2 separate regions of the Zea mays genome follow, and region 1 is linked to region 2. The links are chromatin contacts, called in public Hi-C maps. All regions are on one chromosome and are shown on one strand. Each heading gives the region's core, a stretch centred on a gene start, on an enhancer-like site or on the middle of the called end of the contact. The rest is flanking DNA. Distances are from core to core; before and after follow the strand shown. Region 1 has its middle 28 kb from the start of LOC100272797. Region 2 holds the start of LOC103650408 (serine/threonine-protein kinase D6PKL1).

The links. Hi-C and Micro-C count contacts between places; a contact is called where the count stands out from the background.
Region 1: a Hi-C map of ear shows a contact between it and region 2, with 2.3 times the contacts expected there. The contact joins the enhancer-like site here to the promoter of LOC103650408 in region 2. A contact is called at or near these places in 2 of 25 Hi-C or Micro-C datasets (ear and tassel).

Annotation. Positions count from the first base shown.
Region 1 is chr3:95,540,460-95,544,168 of Zm-B73-REFERENCE-NAM-5.0, forward strand. No RefSeq gene overlaps it. Among protein-coding and RNA genes, the nearest start is that of LOC100272797, 28 kb to the right of the region's middle. Within about 2 kb of position 1,317, at least 7 of the 20 cell types and tissues checked have an H3K27ac peak or open chromatin away from gene starts, as enhancers often do. A contact at or near this core is called in ear and tassel, where this site is marked.
Region 2 is chr3:95,303,016-95,306,718 of Zm-B73-REFERENCE-NAM-5.0, forward strand. LOC103650408 (serine/threonine-protein kinase D6PKL1) reads right to left here and starts at 1,885. Exons shown (of 3, transcript XM_008675976.4): 1 at 1,600-1,885; 2 at 1-981. The coding sequence starts at 800.

The DNA.
Region 1 (3,709 bases), core at 67-2,566, 240 kb after region 2:
TTCAGACCGCTAGAATGTGTAACACCCTACTTCTTGTTGAGACTGTATATTGGAATTGCACTGGGGTATATGGATTACAAATGAGCTAAGGGTGGTGGAGGATTACAAAAGGGCTATGAGCTTTGAGGTGGTGCTAGGATGTGATAGATGAGGGATGGTATGAGATGTTTTCGTAGGGGTACCCCCTCAGCCTTATATAGGTGACCAGAGGGTTATCCCTTTACAAGTTGTTATCACTATCTATTCTACCTAATTCCTCCTTTATCGTGGCACGTATTCCTGCTTATCCGGAGTGTGTTAGCCCTTCAAGTGTGCATAACGGCTTCGCCCAAGATATCAGCGCTTCGATCTACGTATAACTCGGGCATCCGGTCTTCGTCTTCCTGGATCGAGCTCGTCCGGCCTGGTTGTGGCCCGATGGCCTGTCTCGCTAGGCAAGCCATTGGGAGGCCCATCACGTAGCCCATGATGTGTTTCTATGTTCGTGAGGACCCGGGGGATATCTATCCCCCACAATATGCGCCTTCGCCAGGCCTGTCGCGTGTCAGATCTGAAAGAACAACATAGACTATGAGCCAACACACATGGATCCGATGTGGAGATGGCGAGGAAGCAAAGGAAAAGAAGTCGGGAGCTGAACAAAAGGAATGGACAACGACAATGTAATCGAGTAAGAGAAAGGAACTCCTACTAGGTACCAAGCCGAGGGAGAAGGAAGACACCGGCGGAGGGACTCGATATACAATAGAAGGTACCAGCATGGGCATGGATTTGAGGGATTTTGGAATCCAGTGAGCAGTCCTCCACCTGACGGCACATGCACCAAGCACAACGATGGTTGTAGAGCGATGACATCTACAGGCGACGACCACGACCAGTCATTAACAAGGAGGGGCACTTATAGGAATTAACGACGAAGCGTCGGTCGCCATGCAGGCGTCGTCTCCGATCTGAGCTGTGTCGATGAAGGTCCGATCGCCGTGACCTTACCGTCGTCCCCAATCCGAGGCGTCTAAATGGCGGCACAATGGCATGGCAAGGATGGACAGAACACTCCCCCCGTCGACGGTAGCGACGCCCGTCGCAGCACGTGGACGCCGACACATGGACATTGAAGGGCGTGTCACAGATGACAATTTCCGCGCGAGCGTGGATGGAACAACGTCTAAACGGTGGCACAGTGGATGGCAGGGACGGATGAAAACACTCCACTCCGACGATGGCAGCACGGACACCGATGCATGGACATTGGAGGGCGTGTCATGGACGACGGGTTTTCGCGCGAGCGTGGATTGGACGGCACGAGCGAGCGACATCAAAACGGGCCCACACGCCAAAAAGGACTGCACGAGGCACGCGTAGCCGTGCAAGAGGCGGAACACACGTGAATCCATCCGGGGCCTCCATTCCCGAGTCAGTTTTAATAAACAGGAATTAGCCTCTTACCTATATATCTACTCACTAACACTCGGACATGAATATTTGGTGAAAATTATAATTCCACGACCTGACCTGGACCAGCAATGCTCCTGTCATCGGTGTTGGAAAGGTGAGTTTTCATTCTCCTTTGATATTTTATTCTAAAAGTAGCATTTGGGTAATGCTGGCACACTATGTATCTGATTCTTGTGTTTTTTCTGTATTGCAGGTGTTTTTAGAACATGCAGATACTAAAGCAAATACGAGGATGCATGGACGGAAATTCAGCAGGAACCAGGTGGTGGTCGTTCGACGCCCGCACATGCAAGCCCTGCGACCGCGGCCGCCAACGCCAACCCGCTAACTCATGCCATACCGTCGCTGGGCAAGCTACTTCACTCTCCACTCTCGACGACCACATGAGCATCAACCTCACCATCGACTGTGCATACGAGGTCTGCTCTTGTCTTATATGTTGCCTGTTCATAGTGAGAAACATGACTTTAGCCTTTTTGTCATTTTGTTCATAGTGAAAAACATGACTTTGGCCTTTAGCCCTTTTATCATTTAATTGAAATGTTGTGTTTCATTGGAATGTTCTGTCATATTTGTGGTTAGGCTCCTAGACTATCCTATGAAATATGATAAATCTAAAAACGATCAATAATGTGCCAAAACTATGTGACTATTTTTTTTCTTGCAGTTTTTTGGGTGCCGTCGTTTCACGGTGATATCAACTATACACAATGTAGGGGTTTCCGAATACGTGTGTATGCTTATATTTAAAACGTGTGCAGAACTACTACAAAGTTCTAGAGACAACTTAATTTTAATGAACAACACAACACATGACCATCAGCGACGGTCCGGAGGTTCTAGGGGCCCGGGGCAAATTAAAAATAGAGACCCTTCAAACTATTGTTATATAAAAATGGTACCAGTATATACACTTCATACCAAGCAACAAATAAATAAAAAGATACATATTATAGTATTATCTTAAAAGTTCTTCTAACATGTTTAAATACGTTCGGACTGTGAACACTTTTTGGCTGCTGACTATTCAACACTTTATTATTGAGCTATTGTGTCTGATAGTCTAATTATTAAATATATAACTAGGTTTGGGGCCCTATATAATTGGGAGCCTAGGGCGGTGGCCCCTCCGCCCCACCCTCAGGGCCGTCAATGATGACCATGCATATGTTATTGTTGCATTATTTTTATCATTCTCTACTATATTAAAGCATCAGTTTCAACGGTCGTTCCACGTCATCTTTTTACAAATAAACCCTCACATCTATTTCAAATTAACTAGCTTCACTCTATGCAACCAACCTCCCACACCCTGATGGAAGAAGGGCGGGAGACACTGGGTGAAGCCGCCTAACCAGTAGAACATCGTGCTCGGATGTTTTTAATATTAGATATAAATTGTACATATGTATATACGATTTTTTTGTAAAATAAAAAATATAATCGTGCCAGGCCGGACCAACACTACGGGTCGAGGCTACGGCCCAAGCACGGCACGGCCCTCGTGCCGGGCTGGCCCAGGCACTATTAAATGGGTCGTGCCTCGGGCCGGCCCGCTAGACACGGCCCATTTGGCCATCTATACCTCCGCACAATAATGATGGTCCTCGCCTCAGTTGCCATCACCTTGTTCGCCAATCTGCTTCTTTTCTCTCTCCCCTCATGCCTCCACCTCCGCGCCACCTCATTCTCGGTAGAGGGTGTGGGAGCAGGCGCCTTCTCCCCGTATTCGTCTGACACCAGCCCCGACATCGACCCGCGTAGTGGCTATTGCACATCCACGAGGATGTTTCACAGCATGCATGCACCCATCGTTTTTGCTGTCGTCAGACGTCCCATTCGTCTTCCTGGTTTTCGCCTCGTTCTTCCTCCCTGATAGAAGATGCGGCCCGATCTTCCGTGAGATACGATAACTTGATTGAGTGGAGATCTCGACGTTGATGATCCAAGGCTCCAAGCGAACGGTTCCTCGCAATCACTGTGACACCCCAGGTGTCAGTTTCGTGTTAGGTCGGGAGATTTATCCTAATCTCGGATGCTCAGTGAAAATTTTCTATTTCCCGATCGTGTCTCTCTCTGATTATCCAAATTATTCATTCACATTTCACCGAATTCAGAATTATTCAATCTCACAGAAGGCCAATTTTGGAGCCTGTAAACTTTTAATTCTCGGCACGAATACGAACTCGATAATCCATCTCGAATTATAAATCTCATCTGAAGCTCATTTAATCAAACTCTCGACGACTGTTAT
Region 2 (3,703 bases), core at 635-3,134:
CGAGATGTAGTGATAGGTTTGCTCAAGATTGGGACTTTGGGAGAGCCATCATCAGTAGCTGCAGAAAATTTATTTCCTAGGTTGCCATTTTCCCCCAAGGAACTCTCGTTATCCATAGGGTCACCAATGATGACATCTTGGATTCTGATCTTCCTAATATCGGTGTAGGTTGACGAAGCAGAACAGATAGAGGTAGAGGTGACTGCACTTCCATCAGCTGTCTCAAATTCACAGTCTTCACTGAACTCACTTGTACCTCTAGATGAACTCTTATCAATCTTCTCTGGAGTGATCGATACTTCAATCAGGTTCATCTTCTCATCATCATGCAGAAGACCCTCAGAACTACTTTGGACCATCAAAGAGGCATAAAGCCTGTGGATAGTCCCAGCTTCGGATGAACTTGAAGATCCAGGTGACATCGACAACCTCTTCATTGCAGCCATTTCTGATGCCTGGGAAATGCATAGCCTTCTTAGCGCTTGCTTCATATTAACAGCCTTGGAGGATATCCCAATGCCTGCATTTTGAGACAACCCAGACCTAGCTGGTTTCTTCAGAACACTCTTACCCAGCGCATCTCCACCTGTACTGCCAGGACTAAGCGCGCGTCGGAAGGTCCTGCTATCGATAGCTTTAAGGAGCTGGTCGAGGTCATCTTCCACAGAATAATCATGACTTTTGCCGCGTTTCTCCTCATCTTTGAGTTTAATATGCAGCAAGCTGGATCCACCAGAGGGTGTAGTATCGAATTCCTCGGTGGACTCAACTATCTCAGAGCTACAGCCAGATGACTCCATGGCCCAATTAGACTAATTCAACACTGGCAGACAAGGAATACGCCAACTCAGTCCGTCGCCGGCAGGGGCATCCTGGGCAGGCAAGCCTGCACCTTCCACTGAACGTCTTCCAAGATGAGAGCACCAGGGAGCTCCCAGAAAAGTAGCCTTTTAATGGCAAGCGCAGCAACCAGCGCACACCCTGCAAAGACCATAAGGTCCAAAGTTAGTGATTGAGACATAGCGACAACTACGTCTTTAAAACTGCTGAGGAATTTAGAAAAAAAAATAAATTCAGAGGCGAGAACGCAAGGCGCCAAAGAGAAATATACACTTGATAACCTAATCAACTAACTGGCAAGCAGGGGTAGTGCAAATAAAAATTTTTGGAAGCCAGAGTTTAGGGGGGGGAGGGGGGGGGGGGGGGGGGGGGGGGGGGGGGGGGGGGGTGACAGAAGGCCAGATTCTCCACAAAGAACCCATTTTCGCTCACCGTTACGAATCAGCAGGCAGAAGAAACGAAAATGGAAACAGGGACAACTGCCTCTCGCAGAACGAACAGACCAGTTAGATCTACTAAAACACAGGAAAAGGAGAGGAAAAACTGAAACTTTTCTGCTCATGGAGAAATACACGAAGCTAGCTCCAGATCCAAACGGCGGCGGCGCCAACTCGGCTCTAACGATACCGCATTTCGCGGAGCCGCTATGAACCCTGCCGAAACAGCAAATTCGCAACTAATCTGAACCCAGCCTCACCCATGTACCGGATTTAGGATCGGGAGAGCGGCTCAAGAGCGGAGCTGGTTGCTGAAGATTACCAGGAAATGCCGGCTCAGATCTCCACGCGTGGAAGGGGCACAGGCGGTGGAATAGTGGTGCCGTTGGCACTTGGCACTGCGTCCTGGCAGGACGAGCTCAGCTGCTGGAATGGCGGCTTCGGAGGTGTACTGGTGTATAGAGGGCAAGGAGCACACAGAGGAGAGAGAAAGGGGTAGAGACTTAAAGAGAAAGAGAGAGAGGAGACGAGTCGGCATATAGGGCGTCCAGGATCCTCCGTGCAGACTGGAGAGGGCCACCAGTGGCAACTCCCGGTGCCGTTTGGGCGGGTCCTCGGCCGTCGAATCATGATCTAAACCGGCTGCAAATAGTGTGATAGCACAGTCCAAATACTCTCTTAATACCAAAATAATATTTATTTTTAAGATTTTAAGATGTTAATAGATTTATACAATATTTGATATATTATATATGTGTCTAGATTTATTAATATCTATTTAAATAAAAAAACATCAAAACGAATTATATAATAGGACAGATGGAGTATATTTTCATAATAAATTAGGGTTCTTAATATTTTTAGTTTAAAAATGAATAGATATAAAGTTCAATTCTAATCTAATTCGATCCTTAATTTTATAGCGTAGATTCTGTTACCCCTAAATTAATATTTTATAGCGTAGATTCCGTTACCCCTAAACGAATTATCTTAATAGATATTGCTTGCTGGTTTAACGCTTCCATCAAAAAATACAATTCTAGATTTTGACTAATTTAATATTTTATATTTTAAATAAATTTATATAAAATATTAATATTGATGTTTATAATTAGATTTACTGTATATTTATATTATATAATCAATATAATAATGCTTATTCTATATAGTGCAGCATTATTTGTCACCTAACTTCACCGAGCCGAAGTAAGAACACTTACTAATTTTCAGAAATGACTGAATACCGCTTAGTCATTATCGGTAATTAGGTGAAGTTTCACTTGAATTGAAGTGGTGAATAGCGTATATAATATTTCAAACGTCAAAAGTTTTTATATAGATTTAACTAAATTAAAATTCTTTAGTTCTTTGAAAAAAATAAGGGTTGTATTTGTTAGCAATATATTGCAATTATGAAATGATAGCATCATCACACACAATTATTTTGTTAACCCCTCTCTCTCCATATGTCGGAGGAAGAGAATGTAGCGTATACTTAACAAGTATTATACAAATGTTATATTTTACTTACGAATATATATTTAAAAAAATATTGTACGAGAGTATAATCTCTAAAACAAGCAGTAAATCAAATAAACGGTATACAGTCGAATACGAAATACTGCCTCTGTCTTTCAATATTTGACGCTATAGTACAAAATGTACTACAAAACGTCAAAATAAAAAAAAGGAACAATTGGATCTATACCATTAAAAGATTCAAACTTTAGATATATACCATGGACCCCACATGTCATTGACTCATGTGGACCCACATGTAAGTGAGATAGTAATGGTATGGATCCAAAGTGGTGATCTTTTAATGGTATGGATCCAAATTTCCCTAAAAAATGGAGGGAGTAATAAAAAAACACCAACAAAAAAACCACGAAAGAAAAGCTCTAACTTGAGTAAAAAACCAATAACCAAGATAAAAAAAAAGCTCAGCGAGCGAGTAGGTTAGGTAAAAGACACTAAGGTAAGATTAAAGGTAAGTAACTAGTATCGATCCACGGGAGCAAGGAACAAGAAAGGTCTTGAGCTGCCAAGAATAATGTACCTAGGTCGGGAGCAGGGGTTGGTGGAATAACCGGACAAGCCTAAGTATCTAGCTTTGCTCACCTTGTTGAAACTAGCCTCGTTGCAATAGATAAATCCTTTCCCGTTGAGAATGAACAACTTTACCATTCCACTGTCTTTGCTGGAACTGCGGTCTTCACTAAACTAACTGCCCGTTTCACTTGTCTCGTAGCTGGCTTGGAATAAGAAAAGTCTTTTCTTCCTTCCCCGTGAGCTAGAAGGAAGAGTTTTGGGCTTTCCCATTTGGAGAAAATTCCCTCTATGCCATTAAATTATACCAATTCCTTATGTGTCATTGGAAATTATAGCATTCCCTCTATGCCATCGGTTTTAGACTTTGATTTCCT